Linked DNA regions of Capsicum annuum: region 1 is linked to region 2. The links are chromatin contacts, called in public Hi-C maps. All regions are on one chromosome and are shown on one strand. The core of a region is the stretch at or near the end of the contact, and the rest is flanking DNA. Distances in the headings are between cores, read along the strand shown.

Region 1 (6,220 bases), core at 999-3,498, 270 kb after region 2:
TTTAGGAGTGTTTGAAAATTCTAAAATTTGGTTTAAAAAAATCAATTTTGGCTTTTTAAAAGTCAAAAGCTAGAAATTGTCCATTCCTTACTTTTTTTTTTTTTGGAGGGGAGAGGACATGGGATGGCCACTTTGAAAAGAAATAACCTACAATTTAAAAATGTGGACAATTGGAGCCAGTTGGCCCAATTTATTTTTCTTTTTTAGTCATTTGACTCAATTAGACATATGCAGTCTTTATACTCAATTGATACATTTTTATACCATATTGATACATTTTTATACTACATTGATACACTTTCTAAAAAAGGAAAAGGATTTTTTATGCAAACACATGCAGTCGCTATACCCAATTGATACTCTTTTATACCACATTGATACACTTTTTATAACAAGTGAGAAGAAAAACCTATACATGCATATGCAGAAGAAAAACCTATACATGTATATGCAGTGTCCATATACCCAATTGATACTCTCTTATACCAAATTGATACACTTTAATACCACATCGATACAGTATATATACCACACAAATACACCTTTTACAGAGAAAATCTGTACAAGTATATACAATAATTGCAACTAAAGATTGTATAGCATGTATAGAAATTATGTAATTGTCATATAGAATAGGTATATAAACTGTAAAGTTATTGTACAAAATATATTTTGTATGGTGTATACAAATTCTATCATTGTTATATAAAAACATAAAAAAAAATAGCATCATCAACTAGCTAGAAAAGAATAAACCACAAACTTATATTTGATTGTTTAAACAATAAAAAGTAAATTTTATTTTTTTTTTTATACTAAACCAGCAGGAACAATGAAATTGGAAAAAAAAAGCTTTAAAAAAAGAAAAGAAAAGAAGTAAAATGACAACTATAAAAAATGAAAATAAAAGGAAAAAGAAGAAGAAGCAGAAGAAGCTTACCAAAGTTAGTCTCTATTTGGTCAATAAATGCGGCTATAAATTAAAAATTAAATATTTGGCTATTTTTTGAGATTAGTTTCAGCCGAATTAAGCATGAATGACTATTTATCGGGTTTTTAGTTTTAGGGATTATTTTTAGGATATTATTTTAATTTTAGATGCTATTTTTGTTCCTTTTTTTAAGCTTATAATCCATTAAAAGTTGACCAACTAAAAAATTATTTGTGTCCCTTATAATTTTCACTTATTTCAAAATTACCCTCTTGTAGTCCTAAAACGCACTCCTCTTTCACTATAGTCCACACTTTCTCTTTTTCAACTTTTAACCAACTTATTGCAGCACTATTAAAGTCTAAATTAATAGGAGTTGAATTTAAATTCATATTAATTTATAATAATTAATGCGAATTCAAAATATAATCAGTATTCACATTTTTATCAGTATTCAAATTTTTTTGGGATGAGGGGGGTTAGAAACATAATCTTACTATCACTATTATTATCATGAAATATTTATGATTTAATCTCTACTTGTATCTTGATATACAAAATTACCAACTTATTAAATAGATTGATCTAAATTGAATTTGAGGAGTGCGAAAGCTACTTAATGTTATCCATATATCGGTCGTAAAGGTTATTCGACTCAAAATATTCTTGCCGTTGTAGATTTTAACATATGTTTTATTATTTTGTTTGATGATTTAAACTCTCTTAACCAAGAAAAAAGATTTTTTTTAGCGCACATATTTAATAGTCATTCATGAAAATATTATATATATATATATATATATATTGAAACAGAATTAAAAATAAATATATTAATTTTAATTTGAATCATTTTAGATAATAATAATCAACTCTACATATTGTTAACAGTTTTAGAGGTATTTCAGATTTTTTGATAAAAAAAAATGCTTAACAGCACTTGTTTACCAAACACATCAACAATTTTTTTTCAGTTTCAACACTTCTATCTAAACACGTAACTGCTTATTTTTAAAATAAGTTTCAGCACTTTCAAAAGTACTTTTAAAGAATTTTTTAAAAGTCATTTTTTTTCAATCTATCCAAACGGGCTCTAAATCGGCTATACATATGTAAAGATCCCAAACTTGTTTCTACAGCGGACCAACAACGAGCCCAAACGAAAAGCCCATGGAGAACAACTCCGAAATCGAGTACTAAGCTCCTTACACGCCGGCGATCGGAAGTTAAAATGAACCAAAACGAAGAAAACGCCGCTAGCGGCGGCGGCGCCCATTACCGGTGGTGGGCCGCCGCGAGTACAGGTCAGTTACTATGGGGAATTTACGCTTATAGGAGAGGTTATTCCGGTGAATGTGAAATGATGCCGCTTAAAGCCTTCGTCGGCGCAACTGCTTCCGCTTCCATGGCTTCTCTTCGCGCCTGCGGCATTTACTCCGTAAATTCTCTTTTCTCTTTACCTCTTTAATGCGCTTAAGAATTTGTCATTTCTTATTAGCATATTTTTGGAGTTCACTTGACTCAAAACAAACAGACTTTATTCTTCCAATTGGTGAGTTAATTTCTCGGTGATCACTGAACAAATAGTTATTATCGCGAAAAGCCACTTTCTTTGTCGAAGAAAATTAGAATCAAGAAGAAAGTGACAGAAAATTGAGATTAAGAGAGTACACATAAGGGGTTGAAATAAAGCAGATTTAAGCTTCTGAATTTAGAATAACTGCTTTGTTAAAACGGGACTTTGCATTGATCATATGGTATTAGATTGACTTGATTCAAGTAGGGATCTTGATGCTGAAGGTTATTTTGAATTGTTTTTGTGAAAGAAGAAGGAAGATTGGAAAAGAAAATTGAGGTTTATAATAGTGTTATTGTGCATTGTCTTGTATGTTAGTTAGCTAAGATATGACCAGCTGTCCGGGTTCCTTCCCATTTTACGTATGTCTAGGTGAAGAATCCAGACTTCTGAAGTTTATTGTTCAAGTTAAAAACTTTAATAATTAGAGTAATGAATATGTAATAGTAAGAATACAAGATCTGACTGACAATTATTTGGAATGATTAGTAAGGTTTTTTGGCCATAAAGTCTGACTGTTCATCAAGAAGGCATTAAGAATTTCTTTAGTTATAGGTCGGAATGAAGTTTATTTGCATTACAGGGAATAATTTCTGAAAGCAGCCTCTCTTAGTGCTTGATGACATTGAGAGATTCGGTTTCTGTGCTAGAAATCTTCTGCTTATACAAGTATTTGAATAAAAGAGGGGGGGGAGGGGGGATAGGGATTCAGCATCCAATTCCATGTAGAAATATATAATGGAGGGTATTGGGAGGAGTTAGATAAACAAGGAAAGCATTTCAAGGAGAGATGAACAGTCAGTACCTTTGTAGATTTACTGCTGTTTGGAAATGTGGCCCAAATTCATGTCCTACAGATCTTTCTTTCTAACTGAGCATTAGTAAGTACGCATTTAGTAGGTTAAGTCATCCAGCAGCTGGTATGCCATGAGATGTCGATCAGTCTAAATTCCACATTCGATAGCTCTAGGTTTCTCCATCATCTGAAAATTGAAAATTTTAGTACTCAATTAGAATTGCAGATCCTGTATGGCCAGTAACCTAAGTGCACGGGCTCTTCACTTTCAATGTCGCACCCATGTCGGTTTCTCCAAAAATACACTACTTTTGGAGAATCTAACACACACGCCCAATGACTTTTTTGAGAGTCCGAGCAACATAGCCAGTTACTGCAATATCTCACTTCAACTGATACAAATTCCTGGAAGTATTTAGGATATGCTGTGGCATTTTGGGTAAAGTTCTAAAAGCTTATGCTTCATCAAAAAAGTATTGAAAGCTTATGGAAACAGCTCAGGCCTTCAAGTCCAAGACATATTTCCTCGTGATATGAAGAACGAGTTTTTAGTTATCCTTACGATAAGGAATAGTGGGATGTCTATTGCCTGCATATGATTCTAAGCAACAGTTAGAACGATGGTTGAGTAACATTTTTGGATAGAATAATTTGCTTGGGATTGGGAATTGTTGTTGATGGTGGTCTTGGAAAGTAGAAACAGATTGATTCTTTTACATGTGTTACAAATTGGACGTGCTCTTGTTCGTGAAAAGCTATGTCGCTCGGACTCGGATGCTTTGCCGCCGAACCCGTCTCGACATGAGACTGAGGCGGGGACGGGTGCTTCCACCGTCTCCGATTTGGTCAACCGATTTCGGAGACGTTGACCGAAATAAAGAAGAAATTTAACTGGAAACATTGAATATTTAACCGGCAACTTACCTGAAAAAGTCCGACCAACGACCACCGGAATAGAGACGGCATTGTCGATGTGCCGTCCCCGGAAATCATCGGCGCAGACGTCGTACCACCTCAGGGTACCGGAAATCATCGTCGTACTCTATCATCCGCGCATTCGTGTTTACACAGTGACGGGTTATTTTTTTCCAAGTCAAAGTGTGTTTTGAAACTTTTGTCTTTTCTTTTTACCATTTTTAATTAATAATTAGTTCCTTTACTATTAATAATTAATTAATAATAATCTGTTGCCAGCACTGTCTGTCGGTGAGTGTATTTTTCTTTGACAGTATTAAATTTAACTTCTTAATTATATTTATTTTTTATTTTTAGTAAATAAACGTGAGTTATAACTTTGGAAAAATTTTTAATACAAATACTATTCTTAATTGAAAAGTAAAATCAGAAGACAAAAATAACTAAAAATAGCAAATTAACTAAAAAATCTTAGAATATCTTTATAACTCTATATTTATAATATTTAATTTTTATTAGCCGAGTCCCCGCACTCGTATCCACACTCGGATTCGCACCTCCAAATCTTAAAATTTATATTTTGACGAATCTGACTCTCGAATTCGCACCTGTCTCGGATACCCGCACCTGAGTCCGAGCAACTTAGGTGAAAAGTACTCAGCTATTGACAAGTTACATGATGGTTTATATGGTTCGACATTGTGTTTCTTATACTGATATCTCATGTCATTTTGTGGGGTCATATGATATTGGAGCTGTGTGGAAAGAAACAATGTTTTGCTCATTTTTTATAAGTGTGCTGTTGCATCATGCATGCACATGAATTTTGTGGAATTTGGATCACATATTCTTTTTTTCTTCTTTTTCTATTTTTTTTAGGTCATCTTATCATCGGAAAGGATCCCTTCTTCCTCTCCTATTTCCATTAGATTGGAAAAATCACAAAATCAAACTCTTTTTTTAAAAAAAATTAGTAATAAGGCGTGTTAGAACCTTGTAATGTGTTTGTATGCTTGAAGCTCATTAGCAAACCTTATCACTTGATCTTAAAGGGTAGGAGCTGAGGGAGAGAAAAATGCTTATATATGGATGAAGTCCTGCAGGAAGAAGATATCGATAAAGTTTAGGTATAGTTCAGGTGTAAAACTAGCACCTTTTAATTTCATCCAGTACTAGGCTGGCCAATGTAATTTTTCTGACTGTTGGCAAGGTATTCATGTATAACCCAGATATCAATTTCATCTTTTAGTTTCATTTCTAAGGGCGTGATTTCAGATAGATTGAGGGGAAACGGAGGAGGGATAGAGAAGTGAATATAAATGGACAGTGTCATATACAAAGAAGATCAGAAGGGATTGGTCTAGTTTAGGTGTAATTAGTGGTTTTATGCATAGGAGTTACAACCCGGAGATCCTAGATTTGTGTTCTAGCTACAACACTTGGTATGATCTCATTTGCTCCTGCAGTGGTGGGTAGGATCTTGCGATCAATGCTTCTAGGCTAAGCAGGATCATAAGTGCGCTCAAATGGACACCGGAAACGACCATCAAGTTATGACTTGTTTTGTAACCCAAATGAGAGTTTCTCTAAGAAGATGAATTTGAGGATTTATTGAAGTGAGAAGCTTTTATTTAGACATCAGGGAGGTATGTAAACACATCTGAATGGTGTTGAATGAGTAAAAGAACACCGTAGATGTGTTTCATGTTGTGTGTGCTGAGTGACGATTAGGTTAATGCAAGAATTAGACCCTGCTTCTTCATTTTGTGAGACCTGAAAAGTTACATTTAACTTCTTATTGGGAGACTTTTGGACTCTCTACAAGTTTCAATTAGTTTCTAATCTCCTCTTTTTGAAATTACGTGCACTAATTTGTTGCAAAATACACAGGTAGAAGACATGAAGGTTGTCGGCAGGGGCGGACCCACGTGTATTTTTGGGCGTAGAAGACGTGTAATTATATAAAAAACAGTGAAAAAATGGTAAAATATATAAAAAAAAAAAA
Region 2 (5,673 bases), core at 75-2,574:
TGTGTTAATGGCAATCAGAAAAAGCAAAGCAAGAATTTAAAACCGAAGAAAAGACATAAAGGTTTGTTATAAATTACCAGATGGATATGGAACTCAAGCCACAAGTAGTGGCAGAGGCAGGATCTTTATCAAGGGGGTTCAACATAAGTAAGCATGCTACTAATATCCACAAATAAGCGGGTCGGGTCAGAAGATGAGATATAGAACAAAAGCAGTTAACTACACAAAAGAGAGAGAGAGAGAGAACAAATGTTAGTTTCATTCCAAGAAAAGTGGTACTACATCAATACTAGTTTGAAAACCGTGCCCAGTAGCTCAAATCAAGACATAGAGAGGAACGAGAATTAAAACAGATAAGCTGAGGTTGGGAACAACTTTTCTTCTTTTTCCTCAGGAGTTGCTGGTGTGTCGGGAAGAGGAGAATCAACAGAAATTAGGGATAATCCCCAAGAAGCATACTGGCAGAAATATTAAGAAGCTGGTTTCCATTTGTATGCCTACTTCTCTTTCTCATTCGCCCGCTCCCTAACTCCTCTCAAACTATTTGGAATAAGGGAAAATGAGACAAACAAGGTTTTCCAAATCGGAGATTAGACAAAATCAGAGCCAAATAGTGGTCGGAAGGAGATGCCGAAGATGATAATCAGAAGGTGAAAGTGAAAGGCGAGCAGGAGCTCACTCAGCTCAGCTTGGAGTGAAAGAGCGTGATTCTGTCTGTTAGAGAGAAAATCAGAGAAATAATTTGAGAGTGAGACCATGATCTTAGTACCTGCGTACCTATCGTCCCCAAAATTTTCCAACCCCAATTTTGAATTATTTCATCAATTTGTGTTAACACATGCTATATAAACCAAAAACATGAACCACAACTCATAATTACTCAGAAATTCCCTAGAAATCATAGAAAAACTCTTAGAAGTTTCATTTGGGAAATTTGACAAACACTTAGTGTGCAATTCAAATTCTTACTATTTTGAATCCAATTGGATACTCAATACTTCCACAATCACTTACACACCAAAATAAACAAAACATACAAAAGACAAATCAACTTCAAGCGCCAAAACATGAAAGAAATTGCAACAAAATTTTTGGCCCTAAGCAAGAAACTAAGGAGCAATTTCAACAATTAAAGAATAGATTAAGAAACATACTTGAAGATTTAGTGCAAATGAGGATGAAGAACACTTTCAAAGCCTTTTTTAAAGTGAAAAAAATAGATGGGTATCGGGTATTTGAAGGGGAAGAGGGAGTGAAACTATGTTGAAACTTGAAACCGTTTACCTCACGACAGTGATGAGTTTTTAATTTAATTCAATTTGTTCCTTTTCCGAAAATGGGGGGAAACGACAGCGTTCGGTTTTTTAAATAAGGAAAATAAGCCTTTCTTTTAAAAAAAAAAAAAACACATGAGGCAAAAAAAGAAAAAGACACGACCTGGGTATCGAACCCACATGAGAGGTCTCACACGTTGAGCCCTTTGCCGCTGAACCAACGTTTTTACTTGTATTACAAGGGTTCAGTTTAATATATATATATATAGGAAAAAATGCACTATCCATATACAATGTAGGGATTCGGGTAAACCCCTAAATACCACGCAGCTCCGCCCCACAACAGCTTGATGCTCACCAATTTTGCCCACAAAAAGAGAGGAGGGTTTTTCTAGTTGGGAGCAGAAGAGCTGCAAGCTGTACTTCCCTTGCAATAATATGAAGCGGGTCACTCTTTTTAATCCAATTCATTATATACTTTAATTATTTTAATTTTTTTGTGAAATAAAATTATTACACATGGTAATTAATAGTGTCTTTTATTACTCCCTTCATCCCAAATTACTCATCTCAAATTGAGATGACACATTGATTAAGAAAAATAATTAATAACATGGTTAGTTTACCATAGTACCCCTATTAAATGATGTTTACATTTTAATTTGTAGAAAAAGTAATTAATGCAAAGGGTAAAACATAAAAATAAAAATTGTCTCTTCTTGATTAATGAAAAAAGATAAGTAAAATGGAAAATCAAATTAGGAAATTTGAGACGAGTAATTTGGGACGCAGAGAATACATAGTAGTGAATAAGTTCGCGCATTGTATAAATAAGACAAATTATGAAATATAAGTTTTATTTATCATTTTTTTAACTGATGCTTTTAACTCAAAAGAATTAAATTTTTGAATGTCCAAAAAATTTTGACTGTATCGCACATAGAATTAAATTTTTGAATGTCCACAAAATTTTGACTGTATCGCACATATATTTTATATTACAAAATGAAGCAGTACAATTGTTTATTCATCTCTCATAATTATAACACAACTAAAATTCTAAAAAAAAAATAGTACATACCCTCACTATGTCATATAACTGTTTATAAAAAGACAAAATACATAAAAGACCCCTGATCTTGTCCGAATTTTTTAAAAAGATACTTAAACTTTAGATATGACCTATTACACCACGATTCTTTAATTCCTTGTAAATACACCATTTTGACCATATTCTGCAGCAACCCTTAGGCGTGTGGTTGCTTTCTTTAAATAATAATTTAATTATTAAAAGATTTGGATTCAACCCAATAACCCGACCCGATTCTAATAAAATATTTCCAAACATTTTCCACGATGCATTTCCATTTCTTTCTCTCTTTTTCGATTTTTCTTTTCTTTCTTTCGTGACATACACTCTAAGCTCACATTCGAAGGAGATTGAAAGTATTCGGGGGATAAATTTGTTGGGGGAAATGCGTATTAACCTAAGAGTAGGGGATTTTACAGGCTAGGATTTTGTGCATTTTAATTTTAACGTCTCTAACGTTTCATGGCTTTTTTGAAGTTGTGTTTTTTTAGGGGAAAATATTTTTTAGGTCGTAATTTAGTGAAATTGATGCAAATATGAACATATTGACTTATGCATATACAATGTCTTTGTTTAATTTTTGTCGATTTGATGGATTTTTTGAAGTTGTGTTTTTTTCGGGGAAAAACGTAATTTACTGAAATTGATGCAAATATGAACATATTGACTTATGGATGTACTACATGTTTGTCGATTTTTCGCATATGTTGTTATTACTGTCATGGTGTTGTAGTAACATGTACAACTCAGAATTCTTTTTGTGTGTGTATCAAGTGGGGGCGGTTGGGGTGGGGTGGGGTGGGGTGGGGTGTTTTTTTCTCTTTGTTTACTGATTTCAATGTATTTGTGTGGTTGAATTGTTGCTTTTGCAGTATCTTTCAATGTCTTTTGTGCTTGTAACTTTAAGATGGTATCATGGGGGTGAAATAGACTTTAGTCCCCCACATGAATATATTGGTGGGACTGTGACTGAGTTTTTCGATAACGATGTTGATATAATGTCTTACTTTGAGTTAAGAGACTACATTAAATATCTAGGATATTCAACCTCATGTGATTTATTTGTTAAATGGGATAGTTATTTGGTAGAAATTAAATGTGATAAGGTTATTTGTGACATTGTCAGCAAGTTGAAAAATGGGGATGAATTTGAGGTGTATGTTCTACATGGGGTGAGTGAACCTGATCAGGCCCCACTTGAATTAGAGTATTTCCACAATACAAGTGACAATGGGGTAGGTGGCGAACATTTGAACCGTATTAATGAGGGTGATGCTTCTAGCCCTAATTTTCAGCCTTCTATTCCCAATTTTCCTTCTAAGCATCCTGATGATCCTCTTCCTTCTAATATACCTTCCAAGCCTTTTGACCTTACAATAAATGAGGATCCAAGTGATGATAATTTAGAGGATGATTCAAATTCAGAAGGGAATATTAGTCTGGACAGTGATATCCATCAAGAATATATTGATATAAGGGCTAGTAAAAGACATTTCAATAGGTCACAAAAAAGAAGTAGAGGCACAACAACTGAACAGGTTAATGTTGGTGAAAAGGGTCCAGATATAGGGTATGATGAGTTAAATGTTAGCCCTAGGGATAGCCTAGTTAGTAAACTAGGAGGTGATGAACCTTACTACCTAAGTGATGAAACTCCTAGCTTTGAATTAAATGATGAAGTAGGTTGGGGAGATGGTGATAAAGTAGTGCAACAACCTGTGAGAAGAAAGAACAAAAAAAATAGAGTTGTTTTTTATGAAACTTGTGAAAAAATTATTTGGGAATTAGGGTTGGTTTTTCCAAGTGTAAAGGAGTTTAGATTGATAGTAACTAGATATGCAATTCAAGAAAAGATTCAAATTGAAAAGTATATGGATGAGCCTTCTAGAGTTAGAGTGAGGTGTTGCAAAGACACTTGTCCTTAGTTGTTGTGTGCTAGCAAGAATAAGAGTAGTGGGGATTTTATTGTTAAAAGATACAACCCTATTCATATTTATTTGAGATAAACTTTTAACTATCTTTGCAACTCAAAGTTTCTGGCAAGTAAGTGTAAAGACATAATTAGTCAACAACCAAACATTAGAGTTGTCCAGTTACAGGAGATTATTAGAAAAGGGTTGGATATTCATGTGGTCCAACAATTGTGAGAAGAGCTAGGTCTAGAGTGCTACAAGAGATTATGGGTGATCATATTGTGAAGAATGGTAGGATTTTTTATTACATGGATGAGATTTTGAGGACTAATCCAGGTAGCAATTGTATTGTCAAAGTTAGAGATGCTGATGAGACTGAATAGTTAATCTTTTAGGGTTTTTATGTGTGCTTTCATGCTTTAAAGAAAACATTCTTTGGAGGTGCTAGAAGGTTGATTGGTTTGGATGGTTGTTTCCTCAAAGGTGTGTGGAAAGGTCAAATGTTGGTGGCTATTTGCAGAGATGGAAACAACCAAATGCTGCCTATTGCCTGGGCAGTTGTTGAGGTTGAGAATATATTTACATGGAGGTGGTTTGTTGAACTGCTGAAGAATGACCTTGAGCTTGGAGAAGGTCATCAATTGAGCATCACATCTGATATGCAAAAGGTATGACTCTATTCTTAACAACTATTTGCTTTTTTTAACAACTGCTGGTAGATTAATATACTTATTTTGTTTTGTTAGGAATTGGAAATAGCTGTAAAAGAGCTGTTGCCACTGGTTGAACATAGAAAACGTGCAAGACATGTTCTTGCTAATTGGTCTAAACTCTTAAAAAGTATAAAAAGAAGAAAAGTTTTTTGGAAGATTGCAAAATCCACGTTTGAAGTAGAATTGAAGAAGAATATAGAAGCAATAGAGATATTGGGGAGGGACATGGTGTAAAAGATACTTTGAAGAGAATTGCAAATGTGATGTTGTGGACAATAATATGGCAGAGAGTTTTAATGCATGGGTACTTCCTGCAAGGTTCAAAACAATTATTACAATGGTTGAAGAGATTAGGGTGAAAATGATGAAAAGAGTTGGTGAGTTGAGATAGTTTTCAAATACTTGGATCACTGATATTTCTCCCATGGCTTTAAAGATTTTACAAGAAAATATTGACATGTCAATACAATGCAATTTGTCTTGTAATGGGGAAAGGGGTTTTGAGATTGTTAACAGGGTTTGTACTCGTATTGTTGACATTGTTAGTAGGAGCTGCGTTGCAGAGCTTGGCAGCTTAGGGGCATTCCTTGTCCTCACGGTGTTGCTACACTTTACCACAAGGAATATGAGCCCATTAATTTCGTGGACACCTACTATCACAAGGATACTTACCTCAGCACATA

Evidence for each region. A called contact is a pair of places that touch in the nucleus more often than the background predicts.
Region 1: a Hi-C map of bud shows a contact between it and region 2, with 5 times the contacts expected there. The contact joins the enhancer-like site here to the promoter of LOC107844988 in region 2. A contact is called at or near these places in 2 of 5 Hi-C or Micro-C datasets (bud and placenta).

Annotation. Positions count from the first base shown.
Region 1 is chr8:34,911,988-34,918,207 of UCD10Xv1.1, forward strand. No RefSeq gene overlaps it. Among protein-coding and RNA genes, the nearest start is that of LOC107844952, 9.3 kb to the right of the region's middle. Within about 2 kb of position 2,249, at least 4 of the 5 cell types and tissues checked have an H3K27ac peak or open chromatin away from gene starts, as enhancers often do. A contact at or near this core is called in bud, where this site is marked.
Region 2 is chr8:34,644,794-34,650,466 of UCD10Xv1.1, forward strand. LOC107844988 (putative uncharacterized protein DDB_G0270496) reads right to left here and starts at 1,325. Exons shown (of 14, transcript XM_016689304.2): 1 at 1,285-1,325.